Regions from separate parts of the Mus musculus genome. Here region 1 is linked to region 2. Evidence: chromatin contacts called from public Hi-C data. All regions are on one chromosome and are shown on one strand. Each heading gives the region's core, a stretch centred on a gene start, on an enhancer-like site or on the middle of the called end of the contact. The rest is flanking DNA. Distances are from core to core; before and after follow the strand shown. Region 1 overlaps Agap1 (ArfGAP with GTPase domain, ankyrin repeat and PH domain 1). Region 2 overlaps Agap1 (ArfGAP with GTPase domain, ankyrin repeat and PH domain 1).

Evidence for each region. A called contact is a pair of places that touch in the nucleus more often than the background predicts.
Region 1: a contact with region 2 is called in a Hi-C map of cerebral cortex, with 1.7 times the contacts expected there. The contact joins two enhancer-like sites. A contact is called at or near these places in 14 of 484 Hi-C or Micro-C datasets (the HPC-7 cell line, cerebral cortex, embryonic stem cells and 2 more) and 1 of 115 datasets of contacts at active chromatin or transcription factors (cardiomyocytes).

What each region holds. Positions count from the first base shown.
Region 1 is chr1:89,848,153-89,851,609 of GRCm38.p6, reverse strand. The region is part of intron 16 of Agap1 (ArfGAP with GTPase domain, ankyrin repeat and PH domain 1); the gene reads right to left. Among named protein-coding and RNA genes, the nearest start is that of Gbx2, 81 kb to the left of the region's middle. Within about 2 kb of position 1,554, at least 30 of the 459 cell types and tissues checked have an H3K27ac peak or open chromatin away from gene starts, as enhancers often do. A contact at or near this core is called in cerebral cortex, where this site is marked.
Region 2 is chr1:89,778,530-89,782,144 of GRCm38.p6, reverse strand. The region is part of intron 12 of Agap1 (ArfGAP with GTPase domain, ankyrin repeat and PH domain 1); the gene reads right to left. Among named protein-coding and RNA genes, the nearest start is that of 4933400F21Rik, 96 kb to the right of the region's middle. Within about 2 kb of position 1,279, at least 25 of the 459 cell types and tissues checked have an H3K27ac peak or open chromatin away from gene starts, as enhancers often do. A contact at or near this core is called in cerebral cortex, where this site is marked.

The DNA of each region.
Region 1 (3,457 bases), core at 305-2,804, 69 kb before region 2:
TACTGACACATGCTCCACCACCCTGAGGCCACTCCCTGGAATCTTAGCTGAAACTCTGAGGGAAAAGTCATACTTATTGCAAACTTTCTATTTAGTAGTGGTTGTAACTCTTGCTGGATGATTCTCTGGATATGTGGGGCCAGACTAACATGTGGCAAAGAACAGATAGTCCACAGGCAGGGCTATCGGCATTCTAATCATGCAAACAAAAGCTTACCTCCAGGGTTAAAGCATCTCTCTGCACTTTACCCCTGGGATGCTAGCTGCACAGGTCTGGGGTGCATCTCGAGGGTGTGTGCTTTTTAGATGGTACTGATGCTGCTAAGCCAGTGTACAGACACAGAGCAGAACACCGGTAACATTTTCCATGCACCCAGGAGAGAACACAGAGGCTACCTGTCTCTCTTACTAGCAGCATGCAGGATCCAGGAACAAAGTCCAGCGTACTTTCTAGATAAGAAACTTCATAAATATTGTTTTCTGTTAGCATTAAGTCTGCATGATTAAGTGGGTAGGTATAATGACTAGTTTCATTTTACAAAGGATCAAACACCCTGGCTTTGAAAACCAGAATCATAGAAGATGCTGAACTATGAATCCTCCGGCAGGCTCCACATTTCATCATATAGATACAACAGTGGGTGAAGAGCAGCCTCCACGTTTTTACAAAGGGAGTTGGGTCAGAGACACATGCAGAGGGAGGCCAGGGCAGGAACAGGGTGTAGCCATGTGGAACGCTTAGCCAGCACCTCTGCCGGGTGACCAGTGGCTCACGGTTCTCGGTTAAATTTTCTGCATGAGAACTTAAGATCAGTACCGGCTGTAGAGAATGCAGACTCCTGACTCCTGAGCAGAGGCTTGCCATGTGAGAGCAACCAGAAACAAACGGTTCCTCACTGTTTTTTCTTCCTTTACTGCTGTGAGGCTTTGAGAGTTTATTAGTGGGAAGGCACCGTGGACATATCACCATATAGAAGGAGCTTACTAATGCCCACACCCAGACATAGGACGGACAGCTAAGGACAGAGAAACCAAGTGCAAACCTGGCTGGGCTGAGTCACGGCCACTGCTAACACCACAGTGTCTCTAGCTGCGGTGTGGATGTGATCTCTCCTGAGCTGCAGAGCTGAGAAGGAACAGGTACAGAAGGACTAAGGGCAGCGCCAGGAGTCGGGTTTGCAAACCACAGGCCATAGGGTCTCTGTGCTCAGAAAAAGTAGACAGGGCTCTGGGGACACCGGGGAAGTTCTTCCTCCTGCCCTTCCGTGATGGACACAGGGAGAGGAGCATTTCCTATGTGGAACCACAAAACTGCATTGAAAGACATGAGCCTTTGGAGTATATGGCTGGTGTGTAATTCAAGCCTAAAACAGTTAAAACCTTTCTGTCCCCTTCCTCCACAAGCTCTCCCAAGTGGACAGAGGCTCAACTGGCCGAGGTGCCCGAGAGGCATCCTCCAGCCATGATTGCAAATCTTAACACCCAGAAGCTCCTCAACTGTTTCCATGGATACACTTCGGAGAGGCAACAACACAGATTTCCAACCCAAGATGCTCTCTCTGGCAGCCAGGCTGGCTTCCAGCTCATACTGGCTTCCCACAGCCATCAGACAAATAAGCAGGCTTCTGGGGAGCGGCATAAGAAACCCTGCATACCACCCTGTCCAAAGGCGAATGCCAGTCAGGCATCTTCTGTAAACGGAAACCCTTTATGGTTCCGCTTAGAAGATTCTTCTTCCAACTACCCTTCCCATGATAGGGGCTGGTCTGTTCGGGGCTTGTCAGAAGCTCGCTGTCCAAGCACAAATCTCCTCCAAGCTGCCTGGCCTCGCTCGGCTCTGTGCCTTGTCACTGTAATCTATAGGTATTATTTCTAAGGCACTGTTAATGCACTCCTCATCTGTACATTTTCCTAATTGGCTTAATACTTATAGTGGAATCTTTGGGATCCGGGCCAGTGCTCTAGTAAACTCACGCATATTTAGTAATGTGCTAATGAGGCCCCGTCCAGTCAGGAAGGGCTGCCCCGAGAGTTATGGCACTTTCGGTCGGATTCCAACTTGGCTGCTAAGAGAAGTTGCTAAATATCTTAAGTAAAAGCAGAGGTTCCCCAGGCAGCTGTTGGGTCTGCAGAGCCGTGGATGTATAAACTTTATTGGCAGTAAATGTCACTCCTCTGAGTAGATGCGTGCCCGCAGAGCCTCGGCTCCTTGGGAGTCTGGCCATGCCGGGGCTGGTGCCGGACACACAGGGGACAAGGAGGGTGGCCTTACTCTGTGGTTGGAGCTGGGGCACGGCCGCCGACAGGCACGCGGTGGTGACAGAAATTCACTCTGAGTTGCAATTAGTGGCACTGTCATTTTCGGGGGCTCCTGCCAATTAATTAAGGCTGTCAAACAGAAAAACCACAGCGTTCACATGGTAATTTATATTGGAAGAGACAACCCTCAGGAGCACAGCGGCTTCCTCCACAAACAGATTTCTCCCTCAGAGCACTGAAATAAACACGGGAAAAATAACCGAGATAAAAGATGTGCGTCGCGTGCACGCGTGCGAAGGGGTCTGCGTGGGCAAAGCAGAAAGTTAAACTGCCCTTGTTATAACTGTTAACTCTGGTCGCCAGAGAAGACAGGCTGATTAAAACTCCAAACGAGCCCCCAGCTCCCTGAACCCTCTGCGTCCAGGATGATAGAATCAGAGGAGTTTATTCATGCCATTAAGCCCCAGAGAACTTAATTGAAAGAAGAGCACAGCCCGGACCTTGACAAGCGGGAGGTCACAGTAATTGCTGCCGGACATATTTAACATTAAGATAATCAGGCCATTAATTACCCTTCGGATCATTAAATCAGCCAGTTGCAAAATGAAATTTCTGCCTCTATTACTCACTTGAGAGACCACAGGGGTGGCCTTTAATTTATCAGGGAGCGTGAGCTACAAAGGCTGGGGCTGGGGGAGGGCAACCGGGGAGGGGGCTCCCCCACAGGCACGCTGTGGCAGTGGTGGCCGGGCAGGCATCAATCCGCCATGCTTGGTGATCGTGGCAAATTAACTAGGTAAGATCACCTCCCCGTGCAAAGGCAGAAGCTGGGGTATGTAAATAGATGAGGGCAGACAGGGAGCGCAGAGTGTGCACACCACTTAGGAAGATAATAAAGGGAATCAGCCTTGATTATCAGTGCTAATTTGGACACTGCCGGTAGCTTGTTATGCGTGTTCTGAGTAGCATTTAATTAATTCAATTGCTTGTTAATGAGGGAAGTGACATGTGGGGAGCAGATGCCACCCAACTGCAGATGGACTCTGGTCAGCCCAGCAAAGGCCTTTTTTCCGTCTCCGATCCCCCCCTTCAGTTTTTCTTTCTTTTTTCTTTTTTTTTTAAGAAAGAGAATAGAGAGAAGTGTCCAGCATAGAGGAACACTCAAAAGACACAAAACATTGACCTCAGCAGGCCAAGA
Region 2 (3,615 bases), core at 30-2,529:
ACTTAGCTATTTCTATAGAAAGTCACAAGGAGGAAAGAAGTGATGTCCCCGCTGCTTCGGAGGGAAGGCTAAGCCTGGGGTGTCCCTGTCCAGGGTCCTGAAGATGTCCAGATTTTTAGTTCTGTGCAAAACACACAAATTTGCCAAATATGCAAATACGTAGCCGCTTCCTTCCGGCCCAGCCTCTTAACTCCCACCTTCTGATGATACTACAGCATTGCATGGACCTGACCTACAGAAACACAGGCCTGGAAAGGACTCAAGCTCATTTTGACATTATGCCTCAAAGATTCAGGGTTACATGTCAAAGACATAAGCAACAGGACTCATTCTCTTTTTCAGCTCACAGGCTGGCATGACTATCTGCGACTGCTTACACATGCTTCAGTTTTAAGTCACAAATCAACACTTTCGTGCATTTAAACATCAGGGAAGTCTTTAAGGCATGAGCCCGCGAAAATAGCTTCTTACAGCACACTGGATGCACACTACTAAACTGCTTCTAAAAATCCAGAGCTCTCCCCACCAATGATTTTTGGGAGACAGTCAGGCTGTCATGTGACATGGTTCCAAAATAAGGGCAGTAAGAGACACAGTTCAAAATCCAGGTTGGCCCTGGGCTATGTTGCCATGGTTACAACATACAGTTTAATTTTAATTTCTTCCCAAGTGAAACAGCCAATCCTCAACTCCTGCTCTGGACCTGCCACACCTGTTCTCTTCTCTGCCTGGGCCAGGAGGACCCCCACCCCCATCCCCAAACACACAGGAAGAAGTAGCAACACATGGGCCTTCTGCCATGTGGCCAGTGAAGTACCAGATGGAATGGATGGACAGACAGACTCACTCTCTCACCAGCCAGGCTCTGCAGAGACCGCAATACACACAGCAAATAAAATAGGAGCTCCAGCCTGCAGCGCAGAGGTTCTAGGGAACAATATAATCCACACACAGCCTGCATTAGCGAGAGGGCAGTGACTGCTGCCTACTGAACCAAAGCCCAAGGTTGGGGAGACCTGGGATGGTTAGGGGTGACAACACTGCACCTCAGCCTCCCTCAGGCCTGAAGACTATGCAACACCTGCAGACAGTATTCTCTGATGACCACCATCCAGCAGGGTTAACCTCAAGATGTCCCAACCAGAGCTGTCACCAAACAGACACTGCTTCTACTAAAGAGTGGTTATTTCTTAGGGAAAGTCTTGGTAACTACTAGAGAGGCTCTTGGGAGATTTACTTTCAGAAATGCCATGACTAAAGCTGTGTGACTCACTGTGAGACAGACCACAGGCAGCGCCCGTTCCAGTTCTAGCAGCCATGGGGATGGGAGCCACCTCCCTTCTGCCTTGGTCTCACCTTCTGTGCCAGTCTCTTATGTATTAGTGTTCCCCTACTTGCTCTATGTTTCCATACAGATTTATTTGTCTATAGGTGTTCTGTTTGTATTTATGTGTGTCTGTGCACCATGCATGTGTGTGTCTGGTGTCAGAGGTCAAAAGAGAGGCATCAGATCCCCTGGCTGCTTACAGACTGGTGGCAGGAACTGAATCTGTGTTCTCTGGAAAAGCAAGCAGGGTCCTTAAGCACTGAACAATGTCTCCACCCTCCCCCCCCTTTATCTTATTTAATGTGACTGGTGTATAGAACAAAATCAAGTCTTTGCAGAAAATACCAATATACCCAGTATACCCACATGTAGCAGACTCACAGGTGAACATAAAACCCAGGACTTCTAACTACCAGTTGATTAATCTGCCTCCATGTCTTTACAGCCAGAGTAATAAGGGAAATAAATTGCCAACATATTATGATGATAAATTACAGCTTATTTTCCCTTGGGGGTTGCATGTAACCTTTTGTTATATTTGAAGCTAACTGTGGAAAACACCAGGGTATATTTTAAAAAAAAATGAAATCAAATGCTAATTTGTAAAATCCACTCTCCCCTTGTTGATACTCAAGGAAACATCACCTTGTAAACATCTATGAAGTTGGAAACCCCCCTGTGAGATTTCTCCTGAACAGGAGGCAGGCAGGTGGGTCATGAGGAGGGAGCCTCCTGGTTCCCAAGCCTTTGTTGAGGGTGGGTGGCATCCTGTAGACACAGCAGACAGATAACATCATGGTGTCCGGTGCCTCAAAAGGAAGGCCTGGCCACTTAAAAGATAGTCTTCATTCCCCAGCCTGTCTGCCACACCTGGACTCTGACAATCGGCTCAGTCAAGGGACAGAGGTTAGTTACCCAGTGGGCAGGACGCCCTGCCCTTCAATCTCTGCTCATAGGGATTGCTTTGAAGGTTTTTGGTTCCTCTTGGAACTAATCTATAGTGACCCTGAACAGACGGCCCTGTAGCTTAGCAATAAGAGTGGCTGAGTTGTGGGACAAGGCAGGTGAGGCTCAGCCTTAGAGAACCATAGCACTGATGACACTCAGGAAGGGTATGTGTGGGAACCACAGAGAACTGCTGATTTAACAGGGCCACCACCCCCCCCTGCCCACCCCCACCATGTGTGTGTATACACGCATGTTCAGACAGCTAGGACAGCTCTGTCTTGGGCCTGGGAAAGTTAGTGGAACAAAACCAATTGAGAATTATCAGTTGGAAAACAAAAACAGAAAAACTAGATGCACTGCCCTGGGAGCTGAGTCAGGGGGATGGCAGCCATGCCACAATGATATTCTGCCTAAACAAATCAAAAAAATTTGTAATGCAATAATACTCTTAGACTAATGCAGTCCTATTCTTCAGTGTGACGGATTGATGCCAAGACGCAGAGGCTCTTTAAAGTTTCATGGTTTATATCACTTGGCAAGATACCAGCTTTCAACATGTACTGTCTTTGAATGATATAAACAATTTTGATACAGGCATACTTCAAATATGCCATCTACACAGGGAATTTGTTCTATGAGATTAAGAAATGAGTAGGTGGAGACTCTGGCGATGACTCCTGAGCACCACACTCTTTGAATTCTGCTAAGGACGGTTTCTCACTCCACAGAGGTTGGTGCCAAGGCTTGGAGCCTGAGCAAGAGTCAGGTGAGTCTACCCCGGCTCTGACCCTGATGCTGCAGATGCATGCATCCTGGGACAGAGAGGTGGGGGATGGAGACTCGAGGGTCATTGTGCACTGGCAATTTGGTATGCTAATGGAGTCATCTGGTATGCTGGCCCGATTACATCAAACACAGCCAATGCGGAGCCCATGAGAAGATGAGCACCCTCCACCTGAGCTGCTGGATGAAGCCCACATTCCTGAAATGATTCAGTAGCAGCAGACAAGGGTGTCCTAGTGTCTCTTCCACCCCAGAATTGAGGATACAGAGGAGGTCTAAGACGTGGCTCTGGAGTTAAGACTTCTGCTCTTCAGGGAACTTGAGTTCAGTTCCCAGCACCCACAGGGTGTAGCTCACGACCACCTGTAACTCCAGCTGCAGTGGGTCTGCTGCCCTCTGTCGGCCTCCATGGGCTCTTGCACATGTGAGGCATACACTTACACAGATAAAATAAAAATATGTCTGAAAAATAACCAGGGGACAGTCCCTGAGCCCGACCCCCAACGTTTAACAACCGGGACTGTGGTGGGGTGCGTGCAGTTGTGGGGGATAACCTC